Linked DNA regions of Mus musculus: region 1 is linked to region 2. Evidence: chromatin contacts called from public HiChIP or PLAC-seq data. All regions are on one chromosome and are shown on one strand. Each heading gives the region's core, a stretch centred on a gene start, on an enhancer-like site or on the middle of the called end of the contact. The rest is flanking DNA. Distances are from core to core; before and after follow the strand shown.

Region 1 (4,451 bases), core at 227-2,726, 700 kb after region 2:
AAAATCAGAATATTTCTGCCATTGATTATCTCAGGAGCTTTAACAGCCATGCTCTGCCCTTGAACTCATCTTGTAGACAAGAAGCAGCAAAGTTTCTATAAGCCGTAGATTATAATTCTGTAAATTCCCTAGATTCATAGTATGTGGCAAGTCACAGCTGAAATGAAAACTGGCTGCTGTCATCGAATGTCTCTTGGCCCCTATCTGTGGAGGCTCTGGGTCACTAGCTGTACCATTCATATCCCTGAGGCAGATGCACTTTGGTTCTAGGTGTGGAGGAAATGAGTCCCACTTTAGCCTGGTTATTCTCACCAGCATCATGAGCACCGTAAGGGCCAGCATGTCCATCCGGCCTCTGGAATGCCATCTCAATTCCATGCTACTGATCACGCGTTAGCACAGTTTGGTAGCTGAGGCAGCCCCTTTGCAAGCTTAACCACTATCCTGTGTGCCCCAGTGACTTTGTCACCAAGTGCTCTGTAAAGAACTGGGACATGTCTGTAGTGTGCAAATGGGCTTCTAAAGATGCACTGGAGTCAGAAATCCCACAGGGTTCCACAGGAAGCTTCCCTGGGACAGGGGGTCCTAGAGTTGAACAGCAAGATGTGACAATAATTCTTCAAATTGGAAGTTCAGGCCTAAATCTCTTGTTTCCACGAACTAGGCAAGTCCAGGCAAGTCCCAGGTCTCAGAAGCTGCCCCACCACCTGGCTTGAGGCAAGGACAATGGGTTAAAGAGTTTCCAGCCCCCACGTCCCAGTAATGGAATGTCCCTAGAGATGGAGCAAGATAAAGATCACCTAACCCTGTCATCCCCTAATGTGCTTTAAAATCAGGACTGAGAGCTCACTTGGTTGTCTATCTTGGTGATGGGAGACCCCAGCATGCTGGACTTGTGCAGAATAAAACATTCTTTGTGCTTGCATACTATTTGAGTCCACCATATCATTCTTCAGCGAATCATGAACCCTTAACGTTATAAAATCATAAACTTTGACAATGGATAAGACAGGGCAAGCCAATACAGAGGTTCTTCCGTCTTGTATTCTTGCTGAGGCTATTTCAAATTAACCAGAATTGGATGCCCTGGGTAGAGAACCCTGTGGAAAATTACATAAGTGTGTTTTAGGAACACGAGGTTAAGATGCCCTAGCTAACTTACACTGGATTCTATTAAACTGCTTGTTTCTGTCCTTGTTTCCCTGCAGCTGCTGAGTGAGATGCAAGGATGTCGTTTTTTTTTTGCCTTAAAAAAACTACTACTGTATTGTGATGATGCACAGCGGTGCAGACAAGGAAAAGAAACTACAAGGATCTGAAGGGGACAAGCTCTTGGACCTTAAAACAGGCTGTAGGGTGCTGAGGGAATTGTTTCATGGGTGACTTTAAAATCCTATGTCTAAGACGGGCGCAGGCAACCTGGATCCTTTCAGCCAAAGAGAGAAAGGCAAACCGGCTCAAGTGGGCTCCCTCTGCAGGAAGTCTGGGGCAGTGCAAGGGGTGACCTCGGCGGTAACAAAGCCAGGCTTGTGTTCGAAAGAAGTCACAGTTTGTTGCTCCCGCAGGCAGGGCACCTGATAGTCTCCGATCTAGGACTGCGGGCGCTGGGGGATCCTGTGTCGCTTCCATTGAGACTTTCTCCCTATGAAATCAGACCTTTCCTGGAATGTGAGCATGGGTTTAATGCCAATGGCAACGAATCATCTCAATGATGTCAGGACACAAAATACAGAGAAGCATTTGAGGGCCCGGAGCAGGCCGACCTGGTGCTGGGTTGGGTGTGCCAGGACTCAGGACATCTGCCTTTCAGCCATCCCCTCTCCCCCAATTTAGAGAGAGGCCGACCAGGCACCACCCAGGGAGAAATTGCTCTGTCCTTGACTCTCGTCCTGGGATGGTTGTCTAGAGGCTGCACACGCAGGCAGAGGGGAAGCACCACTCACAAACCTGGGGTGCTCTGAGGAAGAGTGGTCCATTTCCCTTCTCTGTAAATTCATTTGAGACCAAACAGAGCGGTGGCACAGCTGGACAACCTGCTGACGTCCATGGAGTTCATTTTCAGCAAGCCCTTAAATGTGGTAGGTTTTTAATAAAGCTCAGAGCCTGTCCTTCTTTGGATAGACTTAATTTATGCCCATGTTACCTTAGTGCTGACATCTTCTGTTCTCTTCCGGCTCCTACCAGCTGCCACCAAGTAAGGGTTCCTCTTTTTCAAGACTCTATCTGCACAGACATCAGGTCCCACATCACATGTTAATGTTCACAGCTCAATGGCAATACTTCAGAAGAGTACCTAACATATGTAAAGACAGATCAACGAATCAACAAGACAAAAGCAAGCGACTGGAGAAAACGCACCAAGACCACAGTGATTGCTGGGAGTACAGTTCAGTAGTATAGTGCTTGCTTAACCTCCAGGAAGCTCCCGCATCACAAAACAACAACAGCTACAACAGAAAGCAGGGTGACGTGCCACCATCTATTTATCAGAATGGGGAAAAGAATGAAAAGAAGCAGCACAAGTTAATAAAATATATTCGTATAAATAATAACTATACTTATTTCATCATTTAAACAGTCGTTTAATTATTTAAATGATAAATCAAATTATAAGATCCCATTTATTTATTTATTTATTTTGTTTTTTTTTTGTTTGTTTTGTTTTGTTTTGTTTGAGACAGGGTTTCTCTGTATAGCCCTGGCTCTCCTGGAACTCACTTTGTAGACCAGGCTGGCCTCAAACTCAGAAATTCTCCTGCATCTGCCTTCCAAGTGCTGGGATTAAAGGTATGCGCCATTTAAATATTTAAACAACCTAATTAACCTTACTATTCAGCTAGATGTTTGATCATTATTTTTGTTACAGTATAACCGTTGCAATGACACTACATATCACCAACATAATTATCAAACGGACAGAGTATTCATACAATAGGTACCAGTGTTGACAGTGTAGAAAACTGATGTCAGCTCTGATGCATGCCCATGACTATCATAAGACAGACCTAGAACGATATCAACTCTAAACTCCTATAATCTAGAAGAGACTTGCATGGAATGGGGGGATTATGGCTTATTAGCACAGTGGCCACTACGGCATCAGTAATCTGACAAACTTTAGGTTTTTTTTTGTTTGTTTGTTTTTGCTTTTGTTTTTCGAGACAGGGTTTCTCTGTGTAGCCCTGGCTGTCCTGGAACTCACTTTGTAGACCGCCTGCCTCTGCCTCTAGAGTGCTGGGATTAAAGGCATGTACCACCACGCCCGGCTCAGACTTTAGGTTTTATCTGTGTGAAGTAATAAGGCTTATCTGTGGGCTGAGCTACTGGGAGAGGCTGTAGGGGCAGCCTCTGAGGTCTGGATCTTACTGGGGGCTCAGGAAGAGTCACTGAGAAAAAAAAACCAAAACTATAAAATCCATACTTTGTGTTCTTAAAAAAAAAAACCCGAAACCAAAAACCAAAAACCAACAACCAACGTGCCTGATTCTGCAATTGATTAATCCAAACAAAACAGAATACCAGGACACTTCCAGGGCAGGCTGGTCCTGAGCTCCTGGTGACAGCTACTGGCCTGAAGCAAGGGAACATCTCCTCACCCACTTATTATGCCTGCTTCCTGTTCGCTCCTCACCCCAACTTGGGGCCTCTCCTAGCACATTTTCTGCCTAACTCCAAGTCCTCAGAAGAGAAACTGGGACAGATTTAGACTCCCTTCCTTGCTCTCTGAGAACACTATGCTGCTAGCTGGGGTCAGTGGGACCCTAACTCTACCCTGAGCCCCAGCCAGGCTCTGAGTTTTCCACTCTCAGAAACACATTGTATGTGTACATGCAATGCATATGTGTGTGTATGTATAATATATCTCCCGTGTATACAATCCATTCTGTTGTTAGAAATAGCCTCTGAACCAGCCCCCGTTTGGCTCACAGAGCTTTTTTTTTTACCCATAGCACTCCTGTCTCTGTCATTCTTCTCCTCCATTGCTCCTGAGACCTATCTGCTATGGCTCACAGTCACATCCAAGTATGATCTATACATTTACAAAGTGGGACTGGGAGATAGCTCAGAGAGGTTAAATGCTTGCCATGCATTCAAGGGGATTGAGATGCCCTCCCTCCCCCCAGTACCCATGTTTGAGGAGCATGGTGGCTGGTCTGTAACTCCAGCCCAGACAGAAGAGTCAGGGTGCTTCACTAAGGGAGATTAGCACTATAGGCGAGCTCTGGGTGTGACCAAGAGACCCAACCTCATTGAATAAGGTAGAAAATTAGGGATGTCTCCCATGTCAACCTGCGTCTTCGCAAGCATTCATACATTCACATGCATGTGCACCCCCATGATCTCATGAACAAGTATGTGCACCCCCCATGACCACATGAACAAGCATGTACACACCCCATGACCACATGAACAAGCACATGCACCCCCCCCCATGACCACATGAACAAGCA
Region 2 (4,294 bases), core at 457-2,956:
AATTTCAATTTATATTATACAATCTGTGTTTTATGTTAAGTAATATGCAACAGGGAGAGATGTTGGGGAAACGGTGGCTAACTCATTTCCCTGAGCAGATGCGATTACTTGTGCTTAAGAGGATCTGATGACTGAGTGTAGTGAGAATTTGGTTTTGTTGAAAAACACAGAAAATTTTTATGGGAATTTGTTTTTGTTCTAATCCCAGGTGTGAGATATGGGGCTGCTTCATATTGTCCACAGAAGCTGACAGTGAGTTGCCTCATGCTCTAGCAGGGGTGTGAATTTGCCAGCTACAAATAGTTTCTGCCATTTGGGATTCCGGAGACTTTCCAGAGGGTATGTAAATACTAGGGCGGGAGAGATTGGTTGCTGTTTGTTAAGTAGTTGTGAGTAAAGAAACAGGAAGAAGAAATTAGATATACCTGACTACGAAGATCAAGCTTGCTCCAAGAAGCTCATCAACCCTCATCAGCAGGAAGTAGTCCAATATATAATGATGGCCCCTTCCACCCCTACCCTTTTTTAGTATTAGGGAGTTGAAAGGGTGAAAGAAGAGGGGTGGAAGAAAGAACACACAAAGTAGCCAAAGACCACCTACAACTTGTTCTGATTCCCCGTGTTTTAAAATGCCAATATGTTGCCTTGAATTAGGACTATGGTGCAGAAAGGAACAAGCTGAACCTTTAAAATCCTCCTTTTTTCATATCAGACTCAAAAACGGGCATCATGTATGAGACTCATTTTACGGGCGACCATTCTGGAGACCTCACTGATGTTGGATTTAGACCTAAGACTCACAGAAATGGGACGGCGAACTGGAGTCAGAAAAATCTGGATTTTGCCCTACTTTGCCTGGGGAACCTACAAGAACCGTTTAACTCTCTTCAAACAAAGGGACCAGTAAGATGTGTGATAGTTCACTCGAGAAAAGCGCTGCCAATCCCAGGCACCCGGCGACCGGACTCCCGAGGTAGCAAGCACGGTGCTGGATTCCTGACAGTCTGCCATTCCCCGGAGAGGCGGAGGGGGCAGGTATCCTCGGCGATCCTCCCTGCGGTCACAAGGCTAAGAACCGCGGAGTGACTGGACTCGGCCTGGCCCGCGCGCCCGGGCCGCTCAGGGTCAGCTCGGGCGGGCGCCAGGGGAGCGCGCGGGCTCGGAAGCCGGTGCCGGGGCTTTAACGTGCCGCGCCGCACGGGAAGGCAGGCCGGCTGGGCCGGCGGAACTTTTGTCATTCAAACCGTCGTCCGGCCCGGGGCCTGGGCTTTGTTCAGTCACTCGCGAGGCCTGGGCGCGCGGGCGGAGGCGGCGCTTCCTCCACTCGGAGGCGGGAGGCTCGGCCGCGGACCGCCGGCGACGCACGAGCAGGTCTGGGAGGGGCGCGGGCGACGAGCGGCGCGCGGCGGAGCGGGCGGCGGCCAGCGGTGGGCGAGGCCGGTGACCCAACAGAGCTGCGGGCCGCGGGGACCCCGCCCGCCCGGCTCGGGCACACGCCGCAGGTCCCCCGGCGGGCAGCTCGTGCCGCGCTCCGCACGCTCGGCGCCAGGGCGCCTCTAGCCACGGGTGGGAGCGCGCCTCGGGGCCGGGCCGGCCGGGCGCGGGAGGCGGGCGGCGGGCAGCGGGCGGCGGGCGGCGCGCGGGCGGGCGGGCGTACGGGAGCCGCCGCCGCAGGCCCGGGCCTCGGCCCGCCCCGCGCGCGCCCCCGCCGGCCCGCGCGCGCCCACCGGCTCTCTACTTGAGCGGCTCGCGGAGCGGGATCCCGGGAGACGAGGAGGCGGGGGCGAGCACAAGATGGCGGGTACGTGGCCCCAGTTCCCCGGGCGGCGGCGGCGGCGACGGCGGCGGCTCCCCGCGCTCGGCAGTGCCCGGGAGAGGCCGGCGCGGGGAGGCGCCGCCGGGCGGGCGGCGGGCGGCTGGGGCGCGGCGCCGGCCCGGGACGCTGACCCGGCCTTTCTTCTCTCCCCCGGCGCAGACCTCTCCCTGCTCCAGGAGGACCTGCCGGAGGACGCGGACGGACGTGAGTGGCGGGTGGCCTGGCAGCCCCGGAGGGCGGCGGGCGAGCGGGCGGACTCGGGACCCCGCCGCGCTGGGGAGCACCCGCGTGGTCGGACCTCGGCCGCCGCCCGCAGGCTCGGGCCGCGGGGCGGCTGTTGGGGAAGCAGAAGCCCGTGGGGCGGAGGCCGGAGAGGGGACATGGGTGTGTTTTTCCTGAGTGTCTTCCGCACCCTCGCCCCGATGAAGGAGGCGGCGGGTGCCGGGAGGTGTTTCCGCAAGGCTCGGGGGGCTGTGCGGCGTGCGGTGCTCGGCCCGCCCTCGGGGGTTCCCTCGCCCTAGTGTGTGCTGGTTACATACCTGTGTTGTACTTGACCTCTGAGCCGTTTCGGGTCCCCACCACCACCACTCACTCACACATTTGATTTCCGATTTTCGGGGAGGTTAGTAGGTGTGACCTTGGCAGGATGCAGTGACTAGGTTCAGAGAGCAGCTTTTTAAAATTGGGAGTGTTCAAAGCTCATTCTGGTACTTAAATGCTAAAATTGCAGGTTTCCGTTGAGATATTAAAGTTTTTAAAGAGTTGACTCTTTTTGTACATTAAAAAACAAAAAACAAAACCCAGTCAGCTTGTGGACATTGTTTCCATGTGGTGAAGGAAATGAGTTATTTAGAAAGATATCTTTCATTTTGAGTGTGTTTTGTGTTTTTCTAAGCTTCAGAAAATAATGGTGGTTGGAGACAGAAAAGACTATGACTTAGCTAACTTTATATGGGAAGAAGTTGTGAATTACACTTAAGTAGAAATGCTTTCTACTCGTGTTAATGTTTGCAGATAGAGTGACTGGTGGAAAATGCATTTTAGGAATAAAGTGTGCACAAAATGTTATTAAGTGTAGTTCATGGGAGATCTGAAACCAAGAAATATGCAGAGTTGAGCTGGTTGCTGTGATACAAGAGCTGTCTGGTGAGGGGAGAGAGCCTGCCTGGACTGGGGAGTGTGATTTCATACCTGTTCCGGTAATCCAGAGATGCCTTCGCGAAAATTGCTCTTACAAATGCTATGCAGATAGTCAGTAGCATTGTCTGATAGGATTTTCTTTACTCCACTTAAATTCCTGTTCTGAGCAATGGGAGGTGTTGCCTTGAGAAAGTGCCTTAGTCAGCACTTCTGTTGATATGATGTAACAACATGGCCAAAGGCAACTTGAGAAGAGGTTTGTGGCTCGTATTCTTCCTTATTGCAGTTCATCATCTTCATCATGAGGGCCGGAATCTGGAACTGGAAGCTGATGCAGAGGCCATGGAGGGCGCTGCTTAGTTGTTTGTTCCTCCTGGCTCACTCAGCCTGCTCTCTCAAAAGCACCCAGGATCCAGAGATGGCACTACCAACAACAGGCTAGGTCCTCCCAACAAGGGTCCCTAAGAAAATGCCCCCCCCCCCGGATTGCCTAGGGCAAGATAAAGAGGTTTCCTCCTCAGGTGACTCGACCCTTGTTAACTTGATATAACACAAACCAGCACAGAAGGCTTCTCTAAAGAGTATTTTTAAAGCAAGCAGTCCTAGCAGACCTACCTGTTGCTAAATCTGCTCGGGGACGGACACGGGTGCTCTCCTTAAGTCGTTGTCTTTAGGGAGCAGTAGCACGGTAAAGCACAGCTTCTGCATATAGCTTTTTCTCCCTTAGCTCACTTCAATTGGCTTAGTATGTATAATCAAAGCACCTATTGATTTTAGATCTCTCCCAAGGTTAGGATTGGAGATGTTGCCCAGATGGTAATTTTGAGGCCGGAGCCTCTTGTTCTTATAAAGTGTACGTCTTTGTGTCTGGCTGTGCCTCGGACTGGTCTCAGTCTGTCTGGGGGGAATCAGGATCTTGGTACTCAGGTGGGCAAGGAGTTGGAGAAAAATGACAGACACTGACACAGAGAGAGTGCTGTATCTGAATGTAATTTCTCAAAGCGAGCATCAGACTTATATTACAGAAGAAAAAAAAGAAGTTAGGTGACACATGAGCCAAGGTACATTGAAGTTATCTGACACAAAACAGAGAAATGCATACATAAAGATTGACAGGAACCAGGCAGTGTTTACAACTGAGTTAAAAGGCAGGCCTTTCTAAAGTCAGCCCTTAAGGAGCCAGGTGAGGATTTCACACCCTAGTCACAGTTTATGCTATTCCTCTGAGCCTTGTGAGAGCTTGTGCCAGGGGGTTCTGCTCTTGCTGGCCTTTTCATGAATAATGCAATACTGTAGTTCCTCCTTAAACCACAACCCTCCTCCTCCCTAGGCCATTGT

The links. HiChIP or PLAC-seq counts read pairs in DNA pulled down with a chosen protein or histone mark.
Region 1: an H3K27ac HiChIP or PLAC-seq map of embryonic stem cells shows a contact between it and region 2, with 5 times the contacts expected there. The contact joins the enhancer-like site here to the promoter of Ppp4r1 in region 2. A contact is called at or near these places in 3 of 39 promoter capture datasets (cranial neural crest, hippocampal neurons and liver), 1 of 484 Hi-C or Micro-C datasets (embryonic stem cells), 7 of 115 datasets of contacts at active chromatin or transcription factors (embryonic stem cells, epiblast stem cells and extraembryonic endoderm stem cells) and 1 of 9 other capture datasets (embryonic stem cells).

The regions. Positions count from the first base shown.
Region 1 is chr17:66,484,450-66,488,900 of GRCm38.p6, forward strand. No RefSeq gene overlaps it. Among named protein-coding and RNA genes, the nearest start is that of Gm41608, 20 kb to the right of the region's middle. Within about 2 kb of position 1,477, at least 37 of the 459 cell types and tissues checked have an H3K27ac peak or open chromatin away from gene starts, as enhancers often do. A contact at or near this core is called in embryonic stem cells, epiblast stem cells and extraembryonic endoderm stem cells, where this site is marked.
Region 2 is chr17:65,781,649-65,785,942 of GRCm38.p6, forward strand. Ppp4r1 (protein phosphatase 4, regulatory subunit 1) reads left to right here and starts at 1,707. Exons shown (of 20, transcript NM_001114131.1): 1 at 1,707-1,801; 2 at 1,976-2,020. The coding sequence starts at 1,795.